3 separate regions of the Mus musculus genome follow, and all the other regions are linked to region 1. The links are chromatin contacts, called in public Hi-C and Micro-C maps. All regions are on one chromosome and are shown on one strand. Each heading gives the region's core, a stretch centred on a gene start, on an enhancer-like site or on the middle of the called end of the contact. The rest is flanking DNA. Distances are from core to core; before and after follow the strand shown.

Region 1 (2,564 bases), core at 23-2,522:
GCTTCGGTTGGCAGAGCCTCTGACCCTTGGCCATGTAGCTTCGAATCCGCTTCCCAAGCTTAGGGTGAGCGATGAAAGCCAGCCGCTTGAGTTTGGGGCCCTTTGGCATCTTGGGCTTGATGGCCTGAGGCTTCACCAGGGCCTTGATGGCCTCAGTGCGCGCACTCACTGCCTTTGCATTGTTGGCCTGCATCTTCTTCAGGCCTTTCTTGTTGTGCTTCTTGGCAAAGCGCATATTCCTCAGGAACTTGGGGTCAACTCCCTTAAGAGATTTGTATCTTTGCGACCGGGGTTTCTTGATGCCATTTCTGTGCCATTTGCAGGACTGGTTGTGTGTGGTGTGGTTCTTGGACTTGGCCGCGTCTGCACGGTAACCCGCGGCTCCCGAACGCACTTTTTCTTATCACCTAGAACATACCTGCTCTTGCCACGCCTGCCTCTGACATCCCCAGTGAGACTGGTTTTATTTGTCATCACCAAGACTTTCTCAGGTCAAGGGTTATGAGAGAAAAGGTTCTTTTTGTGCTCGTGTGTGCATGTGTGTGTGTGACTCAGGTGTGTGTGTATTTGTAGGCCAGCAACCAACCCCAGGTATCGTACCTCAAGACATAAACTACCTTGGTTTTGTGAGACAGGGTCTCATTGTTCAGGGTTCATTGACCTGGAACACATTAATTAGCCAGCAAGTCTCTGAGATCTGTCTCCATTCTCCCAGAGGTGGGATTAGCAGTGCATGGCATTGTGTTCAGGTTGTTTGTTTGTTTGTTTGTTTGTAAGTCCTCACGATTACACAGCAAACACTTAACCAACAGAACCATCTCGTCAGCCCAAGAAAGGGTTCTCAAGGGCAAACGCAAACTTCTGGAATTTAAAGCCACAAAGCTTGACCCCAGCTGTGGCCTGCATCGCCCTGGGTATCGAAAGCAATCTTCATATCTCAGTTCCAGATGCAGACTATCAGCCAATCATCCTGCTTGTTTAAGTGCTCCCAGCCTCTTCAGAGCCCACAACCGTGCATCGTCGTTGTTAACATACTCTCTTCTCTTCTGCTGCCAGAGATGGAACTGTAACGCCCCACCTGCCCTCCCCCACCTCGAAATAAATACTTTGCGCCGTTCTGAAAATTTCCAGCAATTAGCTGGTACCATCACCTCTAATTAGTCACTGGCAAACACAGTTGAGATAATAAAGCTTACCAAGAGGGAAGCATGAATAAGCAGCAGATTCTTCGTCTACTGGGGAAGTGGCCCTGATGAATCATTTAATAGTCACTGTAATGGAATTGTACAGGTTTTCTGTACACACACCACAGAGAACATATTAAGTGTGTCTGAGCCATGAGAGAGCCTTAGTGATTAATTTGCCATATGGTACTAGAAAAATCTCATTTTTTTGACACACAATATACTTTTACATTTTTTCCTTATTAATAAAACCATCAAGAAAATATAGTTTTCTTTCCATCTCACTAATGACTCCCACAAATTCATTCAGACACCCAGGAATTGGTCTTTTTTTTTTTAATTATATCTAAGTTCTCGTGGACAACGAGAACATAGCTATTTACCCTCTTATTATGTGTTTGATTTCATTGTTGCCGATTGCTTTTGTTTGTTTGTTTGTTTTGTTTTTTCAAGACAGGGTTTCTCTGTGTAGCCCTGGCTGTCCTGGAACTCACTGTGTAGACCAGGCTGGCCTCAAACTCAGAAATCCACCTGCCTCTGCCTCCCGAGTGCTGGGATTAAAGGCGTGCGCCCGGCTGCCGATTGCTTTTTAATCATTTTTATTGGCTATTCCATGGTGACATCACCCAGAAGATGATTGTTATTTTTTATTTACAGAGAAAAATGTCACTGGTGGGTTAAATGACATGCCTGTCACTTGGGCTGAGGGGTTTTTGATAAGAGCCCAGCCTGTTAGTTCCCAGAAACACGGGAATGACCGGAATTTGAAGATCCATTGCTGCGACCTAGACACCACCGAACTAACCAGCTTCCTTCTAAGTAAAGCCTGAATTTCCCTGGCACTGAACCTCCTGTTCTGTGAAATAGACTTATCATGGAACACCATTGTCAGGTCCCAATGTAATGGCAGAAAGAAAGGGCTTTGGGGGTTTGTCATACCTCAGGGACTTCGGTATCACCACAGTGGGTAATCCTTATCTGTGTTGCAGCACTATAGACACCCAGCATGGTGGCACGTAACTGTAATCCCAGCACTGGGGAGGCAGAAGCAGGAGAATCAGGAGTTCAAAGCTGCCTTCAGCTACATAGTGTGGTTCAAGAACAAACAGCCTTTGCTTTGAGAGCTACTGTTCAGAACGATAACAGAAAACAACATGTCAAACAACGATAACATGAGACCCTCATGGAGAATAGGGACAGGGGATAGTAGGTAGCTATGGTAATAGGCCTCAGTTTAGCTTCCCAATTCTATTTTTGCTGCTTCAAGCATAGAGAGTGACGTACTCACATGAGGTTGCCCAGGGAACCCACCCAGCTATGGTCCCCTTTAAGCGCTCTTCACGCTACAACTTTCCCATAGAAATAACCAGTTCCTCTCCC
Region 2 (2,564 bases), core at 26-2,525, 1.4 Mb before region 1:
GAATTTTTCCCCTGTACCCATATCTTCGTGGGTTTTCCTACTTTCTCCCAAGGCAACTCTTATAAGGAAAACATTTAATTGGGGATGGTGTACAGGTTCAGAGGTTCAGTCCATTATCATCATGGTGGGAGCATGGCAGTGACTAGGCAGGTGTGATGCAGGAGGAGCTGAGAGTTCTACCTCTTCATCTGAAGGCCACTAGAAGAAGACTGGCTTCCAGGCAGCTAGGATAAGGGTCTTAAAGCCCACACCCACAGTGACACATCTACTCCAACAAGGCCACACCTACTCCAACAGGGCCACACCTAATAGTGCCACTCCCTGGGCCAAGCATATACAAACCATCACAGCTAGGCATGATGCTATGTGCCTTTTATCCCAGCACTAGGGAGGCAGAGGCATGCAGAGCTTTGTGAGTTCAAGGACAATTTAGTTTGCATAGAGAGTTCCAGGGCAGCCAGGGCTGCCCTATGTCAAAAATGAAAACAAAACAAAACCCAGTTCAATTTCACAGTTACATGGCAACCAATCAAACAACCACAGGGATGTACTTTGTGGCTGGGCATGGTGGTCTATGCTATAATCCTAGCATCCATAGGCCAAAACAAGAGTTCAAGGATAGCCTGGGTTGCATGTGAGACTGTCTCAAAGTAGACATTTCTTTGTGATGAACCATATTTGCCACACATGTGAGGGGAACAGGGAACTTTGATAAATTTCCAGTTCTGCAGATTCCCACTTGCTCAAATCTTTCTATTTGCTTTGATGATACATCCCTTGGGAATGGAGGAAAACCTTCAGGCCACCTTAATCATGGAACCTAGTGACTCAGTGCCAAAGAGAGTCATTATGCCCGAAACCTAACAAATCGTTCCTATTCTCTCTCTATGGATGCTCTCTTTTGTGGCTGCAGGTTTCTTGGTAGATTCAACAGTTTGCAGAGGAGGGGTGATTCCTGACTTGGAATACAGACACCTGGTTTCAGATTCCTGTCTGTCAAATGACAGCCTCTGGCTGAGTCTCATTTTCAGCACATGTGATGTTGGGGCTGGAGGCAGAGATCCTCTAATAAGGAAATGTAAGCTACCAAACCTGGTGCAGGATCTGTATTTATAAATAAAGTTTTGTCGAGGCACAACCATGTTAATTCACTTTCACAGTGTACTTTTTGTGTTTGTTGACATGCTACAGTGAGCTGTATCAGAGGCCATGGGGACGATATGTAGTATCTGGCTTTGTACAGAAAAAATTTCAGTCCTCTTTTGTTTTGGTTTTGTTAGTCAAGGTCTTGCAATGTAGCCCAGCCTGGCTTCAAACTCAGAGCAGAGATTATAGCTGTGTACCACATAGTCGGCTAGTCTTCTTTTTGTATGTAGTGAATTAATTCCAGAAAGAGAAAGAGAAAACATCACATAAAAATTAAAAATGAAAAGACAAAATTGATATAATCTTAGGAAAGGAAAGATGAAGGTTGAGAAATAGTCTTCCATGGTCCAGATGCTTGCTTGAGTTTATCCAGTGTTGAAAGGAACATCTACTCTCTGAGAGAGGCCCACATGTGACAGGGGTTATCATATTTAAATGGTTGCAATTCATTTAAAGGATGTGAGACCCTTGGAGAGTCTGTACTGGAGGAGGATTTTCACTGAAACCCCACAAAGCTGTCAAGATGAGCACCCACAGACCCACAGCACCCAATTGTGCTTCAGTTTTGAAGTAATCTGCCAGAAGTCACGATTCATCTGTAATTCATCATTTTGGAAGCTGTGCTCATTTGGTGATATAAATTTCGATCATGTATCTTTGCATATTGTCAAAATGTGTCATTCAACAAATGGATGGTACACACTACATTTTAGAGGCGGGTCTTTTAAAGGATGCATGTTTTAGGCATGGCTCAGTTAGAACTGTTTATCTGAAACTCATCAATGTCTGCCCCAATCATACATTGTTTATAAATATGTGTCCAAGGTCCCTTTGATCATGAAAATACCCTGACACTGTCTTTATTTTCTTTTTAATTACATGTATGTATATATGTATGTATGCATGCATGCATTATGTGAGCCATGGCTCACATGTGAATAACTTGTGGCTTTTAAAAAATATTTATTTATTTTAATTTTTATGAGTACACTGTTGCTGTCTTCAGACACACCAGAAGAGGGCATCAGATTCTGTTACAGATGGTTGTAAGCCACCTTGTGGTTGCTGAGAATTGAACACAGGACCGCTGCAAGAGCAGTCAGTGCTTTTAACTGCTGAGCTATCTCTCCAGTACAACTTGGGGCTATTGGTCTCTCCTCCTCTTCCTCTTCCTCTTCCTCTTCCTCTTCCTCTTCCTCTTCCTCTTCCTCTTCCTCTTCCTCCTCCTCTTCCTCCTCCTCCTCTTCCTCCTCCTTCCTCTTCTTTTGGCGGGGGGGTTTGAGACAGAGTTTCTCTGTGTAGCCCTGGCTGTCCTGGAACTCACTTTGTAGACCAGGCTGGCCTTGAACTCAGAAATCCGCCTGCCTCTGCCTCCCGAGTGCAGGGATTAAAGGCGTGCGCCACCACGCCCGGCTTGG
Region 3 (2,564 bases), core at 24-2,523, 1.4 Mb after region 1:
TTTCTTTTAAAGATTTATTTATTTATTACCTGTAAGTACACTGTAGCTGTCTTTAGACATCTCAGAAGAGGGCATCAAATCTCACTATGGATGGTTGTGAGCCACCATGTGGTTGCTGGGATTTGAACTCAGGACCTTCAGAAGAACAGTCAGTGCTCTTAACCGCTGAGCCATCTCTCCAGCCCTGAAATATCATTTCTTTACATATAACCTTTACCTCCCCTACAACTGTATTGCTAAATTATGTTTAGTAAGTTCAGAGTTCACTGCAGGAAGATTCACATTTCTTGCACCTCACTGCCTTGCTAAGCTGTAGTGTATAGCTATAGTGTATACATGGGGCATTTGATATGTATATATGTATGTATGTATGTATGTAAGAATGTACACTTGCAAATGTGTGTGATATCAGTGTGTGCAAGTTCAAACTCCTTTACATGCATAGGCCAAAGGAGGGTGTCAGAGGTCCTATTCTAGCACTCTCCACCTTATCCTCTTGTGACAGGGTCTCTTGCTGATCCTGGATACTGTAGTCCTTTAGGTAGGCTGTCTAGCCAGCGGACATCAACAACACCCTGGTCTCTGCCACCCAGGTTTTTTTTTTTTCTGCTCCTATTGTTTTTCACTTCCATGTCTCTTTTTATTTTCCTACTCTCTTTCCTCCCCTTAACAGACTGGACCATTTAATGGAAGAAAGTATCCACATGATTCTTATTAGGAATTGATATTTTAATGTTCCTTTCACTTTTAAGACCTATTTCGGAGGGAGGCGAACATGCTTTGCTGCGTCCGGCACATCGCCATGCCTCCTGGGCTGCAGAATTACTCCATAAACTTTGCATTGATTTTCCTAGGCTCTAACTTTAGGAGCGAGCTTTATTTGTCCAGTACTGAAGCTTTGCCAAGAAAGAACCAGTCTGGGAATCGTCAGAGACGACGTGAGAGGGTAGTGAAAGAAAGGGTCTTCTCGAATCCTTTACTTCCTGTCTTCAGATCCAAAGGAAGAAAAATGCCTCTGACTAAAATTGGAGCGTTTAACCCAGAGAATTGAAGGAATGCCTTGAAGGACTCACACAGGCAAAAGAATCAAACAGGCAAAGATTTCCTGCTATGCCCTCCTCAAACGCATCCCCAGTCCCACGGTGGCTTGGAGCCAGAAGGAAGCGAACGTAAAGCCCAAGGCATCGAGTCAGTGCCCCTGCCGTAGCACAGGCTGCACTTAAACCCAGACTGCCTGACACCCACTCTCAAGCCAGCGCTTCCAGGCACAGCGGTCAGCAATATCCATTCACATCACTCCTGCAGGGGCAGCTACGGCTGTGCAGAGGACCCGCCTTCATTCCAGAAGCAGTCAACTTCTTCCTGGCCCTCCCTGGGTGCCTCTTGATTCTAGTATTCTCTTAGCACTTCATAAGAACGTTCTCTTGGAATTCACATCTCTGGTATTCCTTTCAAGTTATCCTCTTCTCCCTAAATTACCACAGCATTCACTAGGTCAGACCTTTCTCGGCCATTCTCTTCATGACCCTGGTGGTCACTGAAGCTTACACTTCAGAAGAAAGGTCTACTGTAAGGAGATTCATGAAGAGATAGGCTGATCTGCCTCTTGCGTGAGGTGGAGGGGGACTGTGAGATTAGGGGTGCTTATTCACCAGCCAGCCTCTGGGAAGGATTTAAGGATGGGGAGCAGGTGGAAGGCACCATCCTTGATGCCCTCTGACCCCACTGACCCCTGCCTGCAGCAAGAAGTCTATTCTGGGTTACCATACTGACAGTGTGCCCGCTTACACTCCGATTTGCTGAAATTTTTTAGGAGATATTCTTCTTCCATCAGTTTTGGATAGAAAAGAACCCCATTGCTTAGAGGGATGCCTGTGAGGAAGGAGCAGAGATTAGAAACAAAAACAAGGCGCCACATCCCGATCAGTTTGCTCAGCATCTCCATGGTACTGTGGACTCTGAACGATGAAAGTTCTCACACTCCCCAGGTAAACTTGATCCCACCTCAAAGCTTGCCTCTATTCAACGTCACCACCACGGGCAGCAAGGGACACTGGTCCTCTCCAACTGGGCTTGCTCTTAATCTAAACATAACACATCCTCTGTATTCCAGCAACATTTTTCAACATTTTTGATCCTCACATCTCTAGGGAACACCCTCATTTTCATGAGTATTTTTACACTGAGTAAACTTATCGCTGTTTTCAAGGCTGGAAGAGACTGACTGCTTGGCCTCAGTCTTCCATCCTCTACCCAAAACTGGGAAGAAAAGTTCAGTGGTTTAAGTGCACAGCAACTTAGAATAGGAAGAATTAGCTTTTCAGCAAATTTACTTACTAATCACCTTTTCTTCATTCCAGAGTTTTAAATGTTATGTTTGTACAGTCCATAAAGGTTTTTTTTAAAAGTCTATATTCTACATATAATGTAATACAGATGTAAGCTATATTTTATGTTTGTGTCCACATATTTATAATTTATATTTTATGCAATCTATTGACAAGTCATTATTTTGAAAAGGTTGTAAGTATTTTCACTTATTTTTAAAGGGTGTTAAGAAAACA

What was found. A called contact is a pair of places that touch in the nucleus more often than the background predicts.
Region 2: a Hi-C map of gonadal supporting cells shows a contact between it and region 1, with 2.3 times the contacts expected there. The contact joins two enhancer-like sites. A contact is called at or near these places in 7 of 39 promoter capture datasets (the 3T3-L1 cell line, 3T3-L1-derived adipocytes, cranial neural crest and 4 more), 1 of 15 datasets of contacts at CTCF or cohesin (embryonic stem cells) and 7 of 484 Hi-C or Micro-C datasets (Sertoli cells, adipose-derived mesenchymal stem cells, brown adipocytes and 4 more).
Region 3: a contact with region 1 is called in a Micro-C map of muscle stem cells, with 8 times the contacts expected there. The contact joins two enhancer-like sites. A contact is called at or near these places in 5 of 15 datasets of contacts at CTCF or cohesin (the NIH/3T3 cell line, embryonic stem cells, hippocampal excitatory neurons and 2 more), 128 of 484 Hi-C or Micro-C datasets (the AML12 cell line, the AtT-20 cell line, B cells and 78 more), 10 of 115 datasets of contacts at active chromatin or transcription factors (the NIH/3T3 cell line, PVALB interneurons, T-cell acute lymphoblastic leukemia and 7 more) and 3 of 9 other capture datasets (adipose tissue, embryonic stem cells and liver).

The regions. Positions count from the first base shown.
Region 1 is chr4:55,252,534-55,255,097 of GRCm38.p6, reverse strand. It overlaps the pseudogene Gm12508. Among named protein-coding and RNA genes, the nearest start is that of Gm34231, 46 kb to the right of the region's middle. Within about 2 kb of position 1,272, at least 33 of the 459 cell types and tissues checked have an H3K27ac peak or open chromatin away from gene starts, as enhancers often do. A contact at or near this core is called in muscle stem cells, where this site is marked.
Region 2 is chr4:56,666,997-56,669,560 of GRCm38.p6, reverse strand. The region is part of intron 5 of Gm34687 (a long non-coding RNA gene); the gene reads left to right. Among named protein-coding and RNA genes, the nearest start is that of Gm26144, 11 kb to the left of the region's middle. Within about 2 kb of position 1,275, at least 8 of the 459 cell types and tissues checked have an H3K27ac peak or open chromatin away from gene starts, as enhancers often do.
Region 3 is chr4:53,885,255-53,887,818 of GRCm38.p6, reverse strand. It overlaps the pseudogene Gm12468. Among named protein-coding and RNA genes, the nearest start is that of Tmem38b, 60 kb to the right of the region's middle. Within about 2 kb of position 1,273, at least 17 of the 459 cell types and tissues checked have an H3K27ac peak or open chromatin away from gene starts, as enhancers often do. A contact at or near this core is called in muscle stem cells, where this site is marked.